Regions from separate parts of the Sus scrofa genome. Here all the other regions are linked to region 1. Evidence: chromatin contacts called from public promoter capture Hi-C data. All regions are on one chromosome and are shown on one strand. Each heading gives the region's core, a stretch centred on a gene start, on an enhancer-like site or on the middle of the called end of the contact. The rest is flanking DNA. Distances are from core to core; before and after follow the strand shown. Region 1 holds the start of ALMS1 (Alstrom syndrome protein 1). Region 2 holds the start of TPRKB (TP53RK binding protein). Region 3 holds the start of DUSP11 (RNA/RNP complex-1-interacting phosphatase).

Evidence for each region. Promoter capture Hi-C pulls out the DNA fragments that hold promoters and counts their contacts.
Region 2: a contact with region 1 is called in a promoter capture Hi-C map of liver, with 2.5 times the contacts expected there. The contact joins the promoter of TPRKB here to the promoter of ALMS1 in region 1. A contact is called at or near these places in 2 of 5 promoter capture datasets (fetal liver and liver), 1 of 47 Hi-C or Micro-C datasets (embryonic fibroblasts) and 1 of 2 datasets of contacts at active chromatin or transcription factors (alveolar macrophages).
Region 3: a contact with region 1 is called in a promoter capture Hi-C map of fetal liver, with 2.5 times the contacts expected there. The contact joins the promoter of DUSP11 here to the promoter of ALMS1 in region 1. A contact is called at or near these places in 2 of 5 promoter capture datasets (fetal liver and liver), 2 of 47 Hi-C or Micro-C datasets (liver and skeletal muscle) and 1 of 2 datasets of contacts at active chromatin or transcription factors (alveolar macrophages).

The regions. Positions count from the first base shown.
Region 1 is chr3:69,414,266-69,418,648 of Sscrofa11.1, forward strand. It overlaps ALMS1 (Alstrom syndrome protein 1), which reads right to left and starts at 2,778. Exons shown (of 22, transcript XM_021087373.1): 1 at 2,438-2,778. The coding sequence starts at 2,725.
Region 2 is chr3:69,236,497-69,241,028 of Sscrofa11.1, forward strand. It overlaps TPRKB (TP53RK binding protein), which reads left to right and starts at 1,829. Exons shown (of 5, transcript NM_001144846.1): 1 at 1,829-1,847; 2 at 3,153-3,313. The coding sequence starts at 3,173.
Region 3 is chr3:69,203,726-69,207,826 of Sscrofa11.1, forward strand. It overlaps DUSP11 (RNA/RNP complex-1-interacting phosphatase), which reads left to right and starts at 2,447. Exons shown (of 8, transcript XM_003125007.6): 1 at 2,447-2,703. The coding sequence starts at 2,462.

The DNA.
Region 1 (4,383 bases), core at 1,528-4,027:
ATATATTCAGTCCTTTTAGGGCCACACCCATGGCATATGGATGTTGACAGGTTAGGGGTCAAATCAGATGTAGCCACAGGCCTACACCACAGCCACAGCAATGCAGGATCCTTAACCCACCAAGCGAGGCCAGGGATCAAACCTGCATCCTCATTGATGCTAGTCAGACTTATTTCTGCTGAGCCACAATGGGAACTCCTTAAATTTAAATATGAATAGTTATTCAAACAGAACAAAATTAAAGTTAGGAGACCTCATCCACAAGTGTGGCTTTAATTATGGTCTGTATGTAGATAACTTACAGCTCAAAATGTCCAGCCCAGACCCCTTCTCTGATCTACAAAACCAAATCCATAATCTTAACACCCATCCCAACCACCCCATCACCCCACCCCATGGACACCACCCCTACCATAAACCGAGTCAACATTTCAGTATTTCACAAAACCATTTAGCCAACAACTTAAAAACTGGACACCTTCTTGCCCTCATGTTCCACATCTAATTTGCATTAAAATGTAATAAGAATGTAAAATTAGTGTATCAGTGTAATTATTCTAGCCTTAAGTATCTCTTAAATCAGTCTACTTTCTTCTACATCCACCAAAACTTCCCTCTTCCAAAATATCATCATCATTTGTCTAGCAATACTGCAATGGCCTCCTAATTAGCCATCCCTGACTTACTACTGCTGCTCCCCACCCCAACCTACTGTCAAAGCTGTTCTCTACTCTGCTACAAAGTGATCTTTCTGAAATTCAAATCTTATCATATACCCTTTTATTTTCAATGACTTCCCAGAATAAAGGTTCCAAATCTCCGGCATAGCATACAAAGTCTTCAAGTCTGTGCTCAACCCATATTGGTTTTTGGTGCCTTGAAAATGCCATGCTCTCTCTAACCATCAGTACCTTTCCGTGTGCCTTTCCCTCAGCTAGAAAGATCTTTCCTTTTCCTTTGCCCAGGTAATCGTAACATGCCTTCAGCTCTCAGCTGTCATAAATACCTCAGGGAAGCTTTCCCCAGCTTCACTGACAAGGTCAGATTCCCTTAAAGAATGTTTTCAAAGCACATTAGCACAATATGTTTTACTTTTATTTATGTGACCAGCTCGTTTTTGTCTCTCTCCCTCTCTAGACTGTGTACACTATAAAAAAGTAGAGAGACACACACACAAAGCATCTAGCATAATGTGTGGCCCATGATGAATACTCAATAATACATGCTCAATGAATTGACTACCAAATAGAATATTTATGAAGCCAAACAACAACTATTACTCTTTAACGATCAACAGTCTACAGCATCAACATCTGGCAGAACTTTCTGTAATGGTAAAATTTTTTCGACATCTGCACTGTCCAATCAACATAGCCACTAGTCAGGGGTGGCTACTGAACATGTGAAAAAGTGGTTTAGTACAAGGGGCACTGAATTTTTAACTTTACTTAATTTTAACAAATTAAGATGTAAAGAGTCACACTTTGCTATGACTACTGTATGGAACAGCACAGGTCTATCTATAGTCTTTTCAATTGTTGTTAACCTTGTTTTGCTCTGCGCAGCTGACAACCTGTCTAAGGAGCAGGCCTAGGCAATAAACCCTAGGCTTCCGTTTGGTCCCCACAATGTACCTTTCACAGAATAGAAACTTAATAAATGTCTGATGACTGGATATCCAAATTCTATAATGAACCTTTTTTTTTTCCTTCTCCCTGAAAAGGAATCAATTTAATGCAGTTGTTTTCAAAATGATCTTTGGGAGTCAACCAAAAAATCAGCTCTTTCTAGTTGTCCAGATTGTTGGGAGCTGCAGCATAAGCCTCAAGCATTTCTAAGCCCCTCCTACCACCTGGGGACCCCTTTGCTGCTACAAATAAGGGGCCAGAGAAGCACAATGGGTGAGGAACCTCTAGAGACTAACAACTCCTGTGGTGTACATAATCCGCACTACTCCCTCAAGGGAAGTCCCGCCCTTCAAGCAAACTAATCTCCTAACTGCCCCACAAGATAGTCCCTGGGCAACCACTCTCACCGCGCCTACACCGCCCTTCTCCTTTCCTTCAGGGTGCGAAAAGCCCGCCTCCTCCCAAAAACGTTTCTTAACCACGCACACTGGGAATACGGCGCCTCTGAACATCTGGTGTAATTCAAAAGGCTCGGGGACCCACTGAGGGAGAAAAAACAGAGAGATCTTTACCAGAAAGAAAAGGAGACTTGGAGTAATTGACCAGCACCTGGACAAGAGTCGAGGCCCAGGAGGGGACAAGGCCCCTATAATCCTTTAAAAGCACGCGTACTTTGTGTCAGGCACCGTGACAGGCAGCGAGCAGGAGGCAGCCGGCAGGGAGAGCAAGCAGAGCGCGCAGGGACCACCCATCACCCTGCCCACGGCGACTCACACCTCTCCCCGGCCCGGCTCACGGGCCCGGCTCACCTTCGGACTGGTCAGCTCGCCCTCCGAGTAGCGGTACCTCGGCAGTGGCGGCAGAGGCAAAGCCCCGCTGGGATGCGCCTGCAGCCAGGCCTTGGCCTCCTCGTCGTCCTCGTCGTCCGTACTTTCCCGACGCTGACTCTCGTAGTTCAAGTCCGCGTCCAGGTCCCGCCCCTCCTCTTCTTCCATCTCCTCCACCATCACCACCTCGTCCTCATCCAAGTTCTCCGCCTCCTCCGCCTCCTCCTCCTCCTCAAGCTCCCCGGGCCACGGCAGGTCCTCGGGCTCCATGTTGGCGGCTCGCTCTAGGAGGCAGTGGAGGAGGAGGAGAGGGGGGGAGGGAGGGAAGGGAGGGGAAAAGAGCCGACTGGCGGTTGCGCCCGCGCGCAGGCGCAAAGACCGCCGCCCCCTTGCGCCCGGCGCCGCGTCGCGCGGACGGGGCGGGGCAGGGAGTGAGCGCGCGCGTTGCTAAGGACGCCCCGCGGGGTTGGGCGGGAAGGCTAAAGGTGGTGGGCTGGGGCTGGCGACGCCTTGCCGCCGTCACCCGCTGGGCTCTAGCTCACAGCACTGTAAGCTCACAATAAACCCGGACAGAGCTCCTGTCAGGAGAGGGTAGAATTTCGTCCTTGGCAGGGCCAGGCCAAAACAATTTTACCGCTGCACCGAGAGGAGATCATACCTTCAGACAAACCTAAGATCAAACTTGCAAATTATAATTTTTGATTTTTAAAGATTGAGTGCCTGATATACGACAGGCTGTATCATGGGCACTTGACCCTAAGGTGGAAAAGTGTCACAGGCAGTACAGGAGTTGAATAAGAACTGGTCTCTGGTGTCAGAAAGATGGGAGTTTGAATCCTAACTTGGCCACTTACCAATGGGATTAAGCCTCTATGAAATGAGGGTAACAGGCATAGGATAAATGCGATATTTAAAGGAGATAATCCCTATGAAGAACTTAGTGGTAGGTGTTATTCATTGATTATTATTCAGTAACATTAAATGCTTACAGTGCTGTGAGACAAGTATTATTACCATTTTGTATTTGGAGAATATAAGGCTCAGAAAAATAACTTGCCCCAGATCTCTTATTACCTAGTAAGTGACTGGCAATGCCATTCCAGGTCTTGTCTAAGTCCAGTAATTGCCCTCACCCTATAAAGGATAGCTCATAAAGGATAAAAGAGCAAATATTTATTACTGATAGTACATGTTTTGGGGTTAGTCAGTGATTTTGAAATGCTTCTGAAACAGTTTTCCCTACCACTTGAGTCCCTATAAAATGAATAGCAAGTTGAAGAATCTTGGAACGCTTTGCTATTACTTGAGGAGATAGCCACAATTAGTATGGAGTCCAACAATGATTCTTCATAGTATTACCCACAAAAGCAGAGATAAATTAGCAATGATATTAAACCAACACTGGTGGGATAATTAAGGGGGTACTGCCAAGGATGTAGCTCCTGACTGCCAATGACTCAATCCTGAGAAAACTATAAAGGTAGATTATGAACTGGAGCCCAAAGCCTCAGGGCTCCTTTGAACACCTCTAAATGATCAAATACAATCCTTGTGGTAGGTTGAGGCTTTTCCTTGCTGGAGAGCTATGACTGTAGTGGTAGGGGGGAAAATGCTTGGTTTTATATTTATGACTTGAGAAATCCCAATGTATCTCTCCACTAAAAAGGTCACACATTTCATTGATACTGTCATTAAATAATTCTGCAAAACTTTACCATTTACTTAGAAATCCTACTGTCATTATCACTAAAAATGTCAGGAAAAATAAAGAGAACTAATGGAACTATAAAATTAATTATCAAAGCTCTCAGAAACCCTCAAAGTACCAAGGCACAAAGAACTTCTCTTTACCTTGTGAGAAACAACATGAACCATTCTAGATGTACATATCTCCTCAGTTAATAACAGGCTGCATCATGTATTCAGGA
Region 2 (4,532 bases), core at 579-3,078, 180 kb before region 1:
CGCGTTTCACCAAGGTTGTGACAAAATCGGGAGCTAGACCTGGGGCTCTGGGCGCGCTGGTAAAGGGACTCTTTACCAGCGAGCTGAAGGGAGGAAGGTTTGAATGGGGACAGCTGCCTTTCCGGGAGGGCGGGGGGAAGGGAGGAGCTTGGAGATGCGGCTGAGAAGTCAGGACGGCAGTGGCGGACTGAGCGCGGTCAGGGGAGCAGTGCGCCCGGAAGCCCAACAGGGAGGAAGGGCCCAGAGTTTGAGTTTGGAACGCCTTGACCTAAACGGATTTCTCATAAGAGCAGCAGCAGGGCAAGATTTATATATAAAAGATTTATATATATATATAAAAAATAGTTTTTATTATTTATTTATTTTTGTCTTTTTGCCTTTTCTAGGGCCGTTTCCGTGGCATATGGAGGTTCCCAGGCTAGGGGTCGAATTGGAGCCATAGCCACCGGCCTACACCACAGCCACAGCAACGCAGGATCCGAGCCGCGTCTGTGATCTACACCACAGCTCACGGCAATGCCGGATCCTTAACCTACTGAGCAAGGCCAAGGATCGAACCCGCAAGCTCATGGTTCCTAGTTGGATTCGTTAATCACTGTGCCTCCACGGGAACTCCGATAATAGTTTTTAAATTATAGTTGATTTACCGTGTTCTGTCTATTTCTGCCTCACAAAGTGAGCCAGTTATGCATACATACATTCTTTTTTTCACATTATTCTCCATCATGTTCCATCACAAGTGATCATATATAGTTTCATGGGCTACACAGCAAAATCCCATTGCTTATCCATTCCAAATGCAGTAGTTTGCATCTGCTAACCCCAAACTCCCAGTCCATCTCCCTCCCTCCCCCTCCGTCTTGGCAAGCACAAGTCTGTTCTCCGTGTCCCTGAGTTTGTTTCTTTTCTGTAGATAGGTTCATTTGTGCCCTATATTAGATTCCAGATATAAGTGATAGGGTATTTGTCTTTCTCTTTCTGACTTACTTCACTTAGCATGAGAGTCTCTAGTTCCATCCATGTTGCTGCAAGTGGCATTATTTTGTTCTTGTTTGTGAAAAGATGGTTTTGACTCCCAGGTGGCGGCTGCATGATAGGAGGGCAGGAACTGTGAGCTGAGCACTTCTAGGAGGCCAAACTGTGGATGTGAGTTGGTGGCCCACTGTGGTGGCAGTGGGTATGGAGAGAATTGTATCCGTCAAGATATTAAAAATTGACAAGGAGTTCTCCTGTGGTGCAGTGGGTTAAGGATCTGGCGTTGTCACTGCAGCGGTTTGGGTCCCTGCTGTGGCCCGGGTTTGATTACTGGCCCCTGGAACTTCCACGTGCTGTGGGCAGGGTGAAAAATAAAATTTAAATTGACAAGACTTTTGGATTAGATATGGGATTTGAGTGAGAGGTCAGTATCCAGCAGTGACTCGAAGTTTCTGGACTGAATGAATTATGTAAAAGAAAAGCAAACTATTCTGACGTTTGCTAGAGGTCCTTTTTCCCCTCATGTAAAAACAAAAACCACATTTTTTTTCTCTCTGGTTGTATGTACTCATTATATATTTTGAGTACTCATTGTAGAAAATTCAGCACATAGAAAAATATTTATAGGAGACCTTAGAAATTGCCTTCAATTCTACTGCCCAAGATGGCCATATTTTGGTGTACTTCGTGTTTTTGTTTTCTGGGTGCATCTTCTTTTATAATTGGGTGTACATTTTATCTTTCTGTATTTTTTTTTCCATTGGACCTTGATTATGACTGAACTGCTGTGTGCCAGGACGTTATTCACAAATGTTCTTTTTTTCTTTTGTTACAATAAGAAAAAAGTCAGATGAAATTCCAGCAGGTCAAAGGTAATTTTTCGTTGTATTTTTCTTTCAATTTTGTGTGTGTGTGTATGTGTACCTTTTTTAAAAAACCCACAATTTTATGTTTTGATTTCCACATCAAATGTTTTAGTGTTATTTATTGCTGTTTTTATACATCCTTAAGTACTCTTCAAGACTACAGTTTTTAGTGGTTGTTTAGTGAAAACAAATCCTGTTACTAGTTCTTTTCAGCTTTTACTGTTAGGATAATGATAAGGACCTCTTGTTACATAAACCTTCAGATTGCCAGTTTATTCTTTGAGAAAAATGCTGTAAATGGAACCTCCTAGGTAAAAGGATAAAATGAACCTATCAAATTGCCTCACCCAAATATCTCATTAGGACTGATTGAAATTGTTTTAAAGATCAAATTTTTGCAATGCTTTGTTTTTCTGTGCAAGGATATGTCTTTGTAGTTATTTGTCATGTTTCTCTTATGTCTTTGTATATACCCCGTCCTTTTCTTGTTCAATTTATGTCTATAAAGGGCCAGTATTATTAAAGCATTGTGCCCTCCCTGCTTAAATCCCCATGTGTGAAATGAGTTCTCTGAGTCATGTCATACTTTTCCTCTGTAAGATTATTTTCTTCTTTCGTATTTGTGTCTAGGTGCTGCTAAAACATAAATCAAATGGTGAGATAAGAAAACTAAAAAGGCTAAGAAGTTGGAGTGAGGTTTCATTAATGCTAAAAGTAACCTGTGATCTAAAACATTTTTGGTAATCTGCACCTAGTTGTCTATTGGGGAAACGGCATCTCATCCACGGATCAGAGCCGGACTTACTGCACAAGCAGGGGATCAGGTGGCAACCTTGATCCTTCGCCAGGAATGGTAAAGGAAGCTAGAAACAGCAGGTTTAGGAAGACAGTATACTGTGAGAATGCCAGATGTGTTTTCGGGATAGATTTTTCTATTTTAACACTTTTATATGTTCTTATTAAAGTTACTTTGTTAGGGAGTTCCCAGTGTGGCTTGGCGGTAACAAACGTGACTAGTATCCATGAGGACTCGGGTTGGATCCCTGGCCTTGCTCAGTGGGTTAAGTATCTGGTGTTGCCGTGAGCCGTGGTGCAGGTCACAGATACGGCTCAGATCTGGCCTGGCTGTGGTTGTGGCTGTGGCTGGGGTATATGCAAGCAGCTGCAGCTCTGATTTCAACCCCCAGCTGGGCAACTTCCATATGCCACAGGCACAGCCCTAAAAAGCAAAAAAATATCTCGTTAAGTAAAGATATTTTTTTGTTAGTGACCTACGGTGTTAACTTTTGGTCTTTTGGTCTTGTGCAACAGAATCCTGTCTTATCTATGAAATGCAGTTAACAGAGCAACTGGACCTGTTTCCTGAGTACAGGGTGACCCTTCTGTTATTTAAAGATGTGAAAAATGCTGGAGCCTTGAGAAAAAAGGCCATGGAAGGTGGCATTGACGGCTCATTAATCAACCCTACAGTGGTAAGTACTTGTGGGAAGGAGTGCACTCTGCAGGGAGTTTAAGAATATGAAATATTTCTTGCTGTTACAGGTCAGCCCAAACCTGTTATCTTCAGGTAAAAAGGCCTTGTCCAAGCTGTGGAGTGGAATCAGATTTGGCCGACCTTGAATTAGCAGTGACTAGAAGCCAGAGCACCCCGCCCTAGGAGCTGTCAAAGGCGGTCCAGCCCTGATGTGATCGCAGCTGTCTGGGATCGTCTTCTCCTCTGAAAGAGAAAGTCTGGGAAGGAGGCACTGCATAGTGGTTAAGGGAACACACTGTAGAATCACTGTGACTCAAATCCCAGATATGCCATTTATTATGGCTTTGAGCAAGTGGTAGCTGACCTTTATATAAAGGTGTATTTGGCTCCTGGCATTGTTGCAAGTTGTTTACACACACAGCTGACTCAGTCTTCACGACAACCCATCCGTGACGTCCTAGGATGGTCTGCACCTCTAGATGAAATGCTAAGGCATTTGCTCCGGTTCCCTCGTGGTAACTGAGGACAGCTGGGATTCAGACCTGTTCTTTGCCGTGGTCTCCTCATCCATTACATGTGAATATAACATGGATATCACTGACAGCTGTGGAAAACGAAGGCAAAATGTTGACCATATGGTTTTTCCCATAATAATACCCCTCGGTAAATGTCGTTTTAAAACTTTTTACTATTGGAATTCCTGTGGTGGCTCAGTGGGTTAAGGATCCGGTGTTGTCTCAAGCTGCAGCGTAAGTTGTAGATGCCGCTCATGCCCTGCATTGCGGTGGCTGGGGTGTAGGCCGGCAACTGCAGCTCAGATTCCACCACCAGCCTGGGAACCTCCATATGTCTCAGGTGTGGCCCTAAAATGAAAAAACAAAAAAACCCAGCTTTTTACTATTTATCTAAGTTGCTTACAGTTTTACTTTTTTTTTTTTTTCCTTCCTTTTGTCCTTTTAGGGCCGCACCCGCGGCATGTGGAGCTTCCCAGGCTAGGGGTCTAATCGGAGCTGTAGCCGCCAGCCTACGCCACAGCTCATGGCAACACCGGATCCTTAACCCACTGAGCAAGGCCAGGGATTGAACCCACAACCTCATGGTTCCTAGTCGGATTTGTTAACCACTGAGCCACGACGGGAACTCTTGCTTGCAGTTTTAAAATTCTTTTTTCTTTTTTTTTTTTTACTGAACACTCAGGCCTTGAGATTATGAAAAAA
Region 3 (4,101 bases), core at 1,197-3,696, 210 kb before region 1:
GTTAGGATATTGTCTCATCCCATAGATCCACTTCTGCATTTTGTACCCATCAAGTTAACGGAGTCATTTCTTGGCATAATGTACCCAGTCTGTCTACCCCCCAGACTCTCCCTAACTCTTCCCATTGTCACGTTTTTTTAGAATCCCTCAAACCATTACATGGTTTTTGGGGCCTGTCAGATACTGGTAGATTTCATTAGCATCAAATGCTGAGCTGGCTGGTGCTCCAAATATCCCTTGATTCTATAGTTTCCATTCCAGGGTACTACATACCTAGTAAGGCATTCTTTTACCTCATGTTGGACCCAATCCCATCCGAAAGCCTCTTCTTTGCTAGTTTTGGAAACCCTGTTTTGCCCAGGGTTTTCTTGTGTTAAATCCAGCTGAATTTGTTCCCATCCAAGCTTGTACCTTTTAGCAAATCAGAAGTGTAAGGCCAATATAGCTTTTCTTGTGTCTGATAGATTTATATCACATCTTGTACATTGACATCGTGTCTATAGATATTTGTATCATTTGTACTTTTTGGACAGTACATGCCTATTGGATTTTTTTTTCATAAATTGCAAAAGAATATTTTAATTTGAACATGCCTACTTGCGAGTTTGCAAACTATGTTGTGCTAACATATCTTTTCTTTTTCCAAATAGCACTTTGCTAACATTGACCTGTTTGTAATTATGTGGAAGCTTTCATAATTGTAAATGTTGTGGATTTAAACTTTAAAAAAAATTTTTTTTGGCCATGCCCTCAGCATATGGAGTTCCTGGGCCTGGGGTCGAACCTGCGCCTTAGCAGCGACCTGACCCACTACAGTGACAATGCCGCATTCTTAAACCACTGAATCACAAAGGAACTCCACATGTTTTTTGTTTTGTTTTTTTTTAATCTAATGTAAGATAGGTTATCCTTTGCTGTTCCACTGGGGCAGAATTCATAGTTTTTCTAAGAGATCCCTTTTAACAGATCCCTATGCCTGATATTGTGAGGAAATCTTATGCTTGAGCTCTATTCTTATCTCTCTCTCGTATTTTTTGGTATTTCTAAAACATAAATACGTACTGTCAACATCCAGCGTGATACCAGGCACATGACAGAAACTCAATAAATGAGTGGGAATTTAAGTTGATACCATATAAATACACAGACACACACACACATATATGGCCACACTGGTGGCATATTTATGTGTGTGTGTATATGTGTGCATGTGTGTATATACATACACATACACATATATATATGGAAGTTCCTGATCCAGGGATTGAATCTGAACCGCATCTATGACCTATACTGCAGCTGCAGCAGTGCCAGATCCTTGTAACCCACTGTGCTGGGCTGGGGGTCTAACCCATGCCTCTGCATCAACCGGAGCCACTGCAGTCAGATTCTTAACACACTGCACTACAGCAGGAATTCCCAATACAATATTTTTGGAGATTAATTAGGCATTATCTTTCAAAAAAATTTTTTTTGTCTTTTTAGGGCTATGCCCTCAGCATATGGAAATTCCCAGGCCACAACCACAGCCACAGCCACACCAGATTGGAGCTACATCCTTGACCTATGCCACAGCTTGGGGCAATGCCAGATCCGTAACCCACTGAGTGAGGCCAGGGATCAAACCCACATCCTCATGGATATTAATAGGGTTTTTAACCCGCTGAGCCACAACAGGAACGCCTCTTTCAAAATTTTACATTTGTATTTCCTTCATTCCAGCAATTCTACTTCTAGAAATATAGATATAGATGTATACATGTATTAGGATGTTCACATTGCAGCCCATCTGCAGGATATTATTTTTTATTATTATTATTTTTTAAACCGAAAACTGTAAGTCCATCAATATTGGACTAGTTATATAGAGTATGGAATATTATGCACCATTAAAAGGAATAGAATGAGGAGTTCCTGCTGTGGCACAATAGGATCAGTGGCATTGGAGCACTAGGGTGCAGGTTGGTTCCCCTGCCCACCACAGTGGGTTAAGGGTCCGGCATTGCTGCAGCTGTAGCTTAGGTCGAATCTATGGCTGAGAGCTGATCCCTGGCCCAGGAACTCCATATGCTGAGGGTCGGCCAAAAAAGAAAAATGAAAGAATGGAATGAATGTATAAATAAATTGGGGAAATCAGTATCCAAGCTAGACTGCAGAATATGTATAGTATGCTGCTTTTATTTAAAATATAGGATATACATTATGTACAAATACTTATATACAAGGTACAACAAATGTGACTGTAACGTTTGTAAAATATGTTAGCACTACACAAGAAACTGGGATTGTGAGACAGCTTTCCAGGTCCTGCACTATTGTACTTCTGAGGGTACACACAAACTAACAGACCTGTGCTACCAGCCGCCCGCTAAAGAGGGCACTGCAGCCAGCAGAGTCTTGTTTACTAATCAAGTTTCTTAGTCGGCCGGCGTGGTGACGTCATCTCGACGAGCAGTGGCGCATGCGCAACAGCAAGGCGATCGGGGCGCGGCGAGGGTTGCTGCTTAGGCGCTTCCGGTTCCGGATCGAGTCTAGCTTTGGGTGCGCCGGCCTGGCGAGTTTAGCATTTTTGGCCTTCTGTGGGCGTCTTCTTGGGGGCTACATGAGCCACTGTCATCATGCTCACAGACGCTGGAGCCAGAGTTGGGTCTACTCTGGTCATTCCTCCGCCAAGAAGAAAGGTGGAAACCACATCCCGGAAAGGTAATATGCCTTGGCTCCTGGGCCTGGGCTTCAGGTCTGCGCTCTCTGCTTGTCACTGTGGCTTCCGAGCGCTTGCCCCGCCCGACTTGTGCTACGGGGCATTCATCCTCTCGCTTCGCCGTACGTAGTAGCTGGAAGGGACGGTCTGATGTTTTCATTTCTTCCCGTTGTTTTAAAAGCGAGGCTCTGGCCATTGCTTCTCGGGTAAAATGCAGAGAGACTGCTTTTTAAGATGGAAGCGGCAGTGTTGGGATTTCCTCTTAATTACTGAAATGGAGTCTCCTTCAATTCCTCAAGTTGTGCTACAGAAAATGTAATAATTGAATTTGAGTGAAAAAACCCAGCAGCGCCGCCGAGTTTTCCATCGAAAAAGTTGCTTTGTGTGGTTTCTGTTGCTTCTTAACCGGTGACATTTGGAAGATCTACCTCTGTACGTTCAAATGATTAATTTGGAGACATTGCTCATGCGCAGTAAACTCGTTTATTCCTTGAGATTTTCCTTTTTTCCTCTCTTACCACATTAAGTTCGCTTCAGTTTATCTCTTGAATTTCTTTTGAAACTGTCACCTCTCCATTAGCGTTCTAATACTGAACTTGGCTACCTGTTGCAATTAGGTCCCTACGAGTGTCTGTATATCTACTCTTGTTTCCTTTCAATCCATTCTTCACACAAGAAATATTTTTAAGACACAAAGTTGGAATATTGCTCATAAACATCTCTCAAAAGCATTTTTCCCCCCAAAGCATTGTTTTAAGAATAAAAAACAAACCCTTGACCTCTAAGACCCTGCATGGTATAGAATCTTCTCTGCTTCTAGACCCCCGTCTTTGCTACTTTTGCCTTCACTTTCTATGCTTCAGATACTCTGAATTAACCTTAGTTCAAACTCATCCTACACAAGTCAGTTCACATATTACTTTTCACTGTGATTCCTAACTTTAAGTGAAGTTCACAGTCCTTTTATCACCAGGTTTTCTTTTATATTTTAATTTTTTAAAATGAGAGTTGCAACATTTATGTCACGTCTCTCTCTCTTTTTCTTTTTTTTGCCACACTTGCAGCATGTGGAAGTTCCCCAGCCAGGGATCGAACCTGCACTACAGCAGCAACCCACAGTGGTGAAAATGCAGTGGTGAAAATGCAGGAGCCTTAACCCGCTGAGCTACCAGAGGACTCACATAAGGTTTTCTTTTAAAATATGAATTTGAAGTTCCGTACTGATTGAGTTTGATGGCATCAGTTGTATGAGGACTGAAAAGAAACCGTGAAGTCAAAGAATTGAATTTTAACTATCTCAGTCAACATTTGAGTAGTAATGATACCTTAGTATTGAAGACCGGCCTAGGTTTTATCAGGTAGACAGAAGTTCCGACCATCTCTGGTGTTAGATATACCTT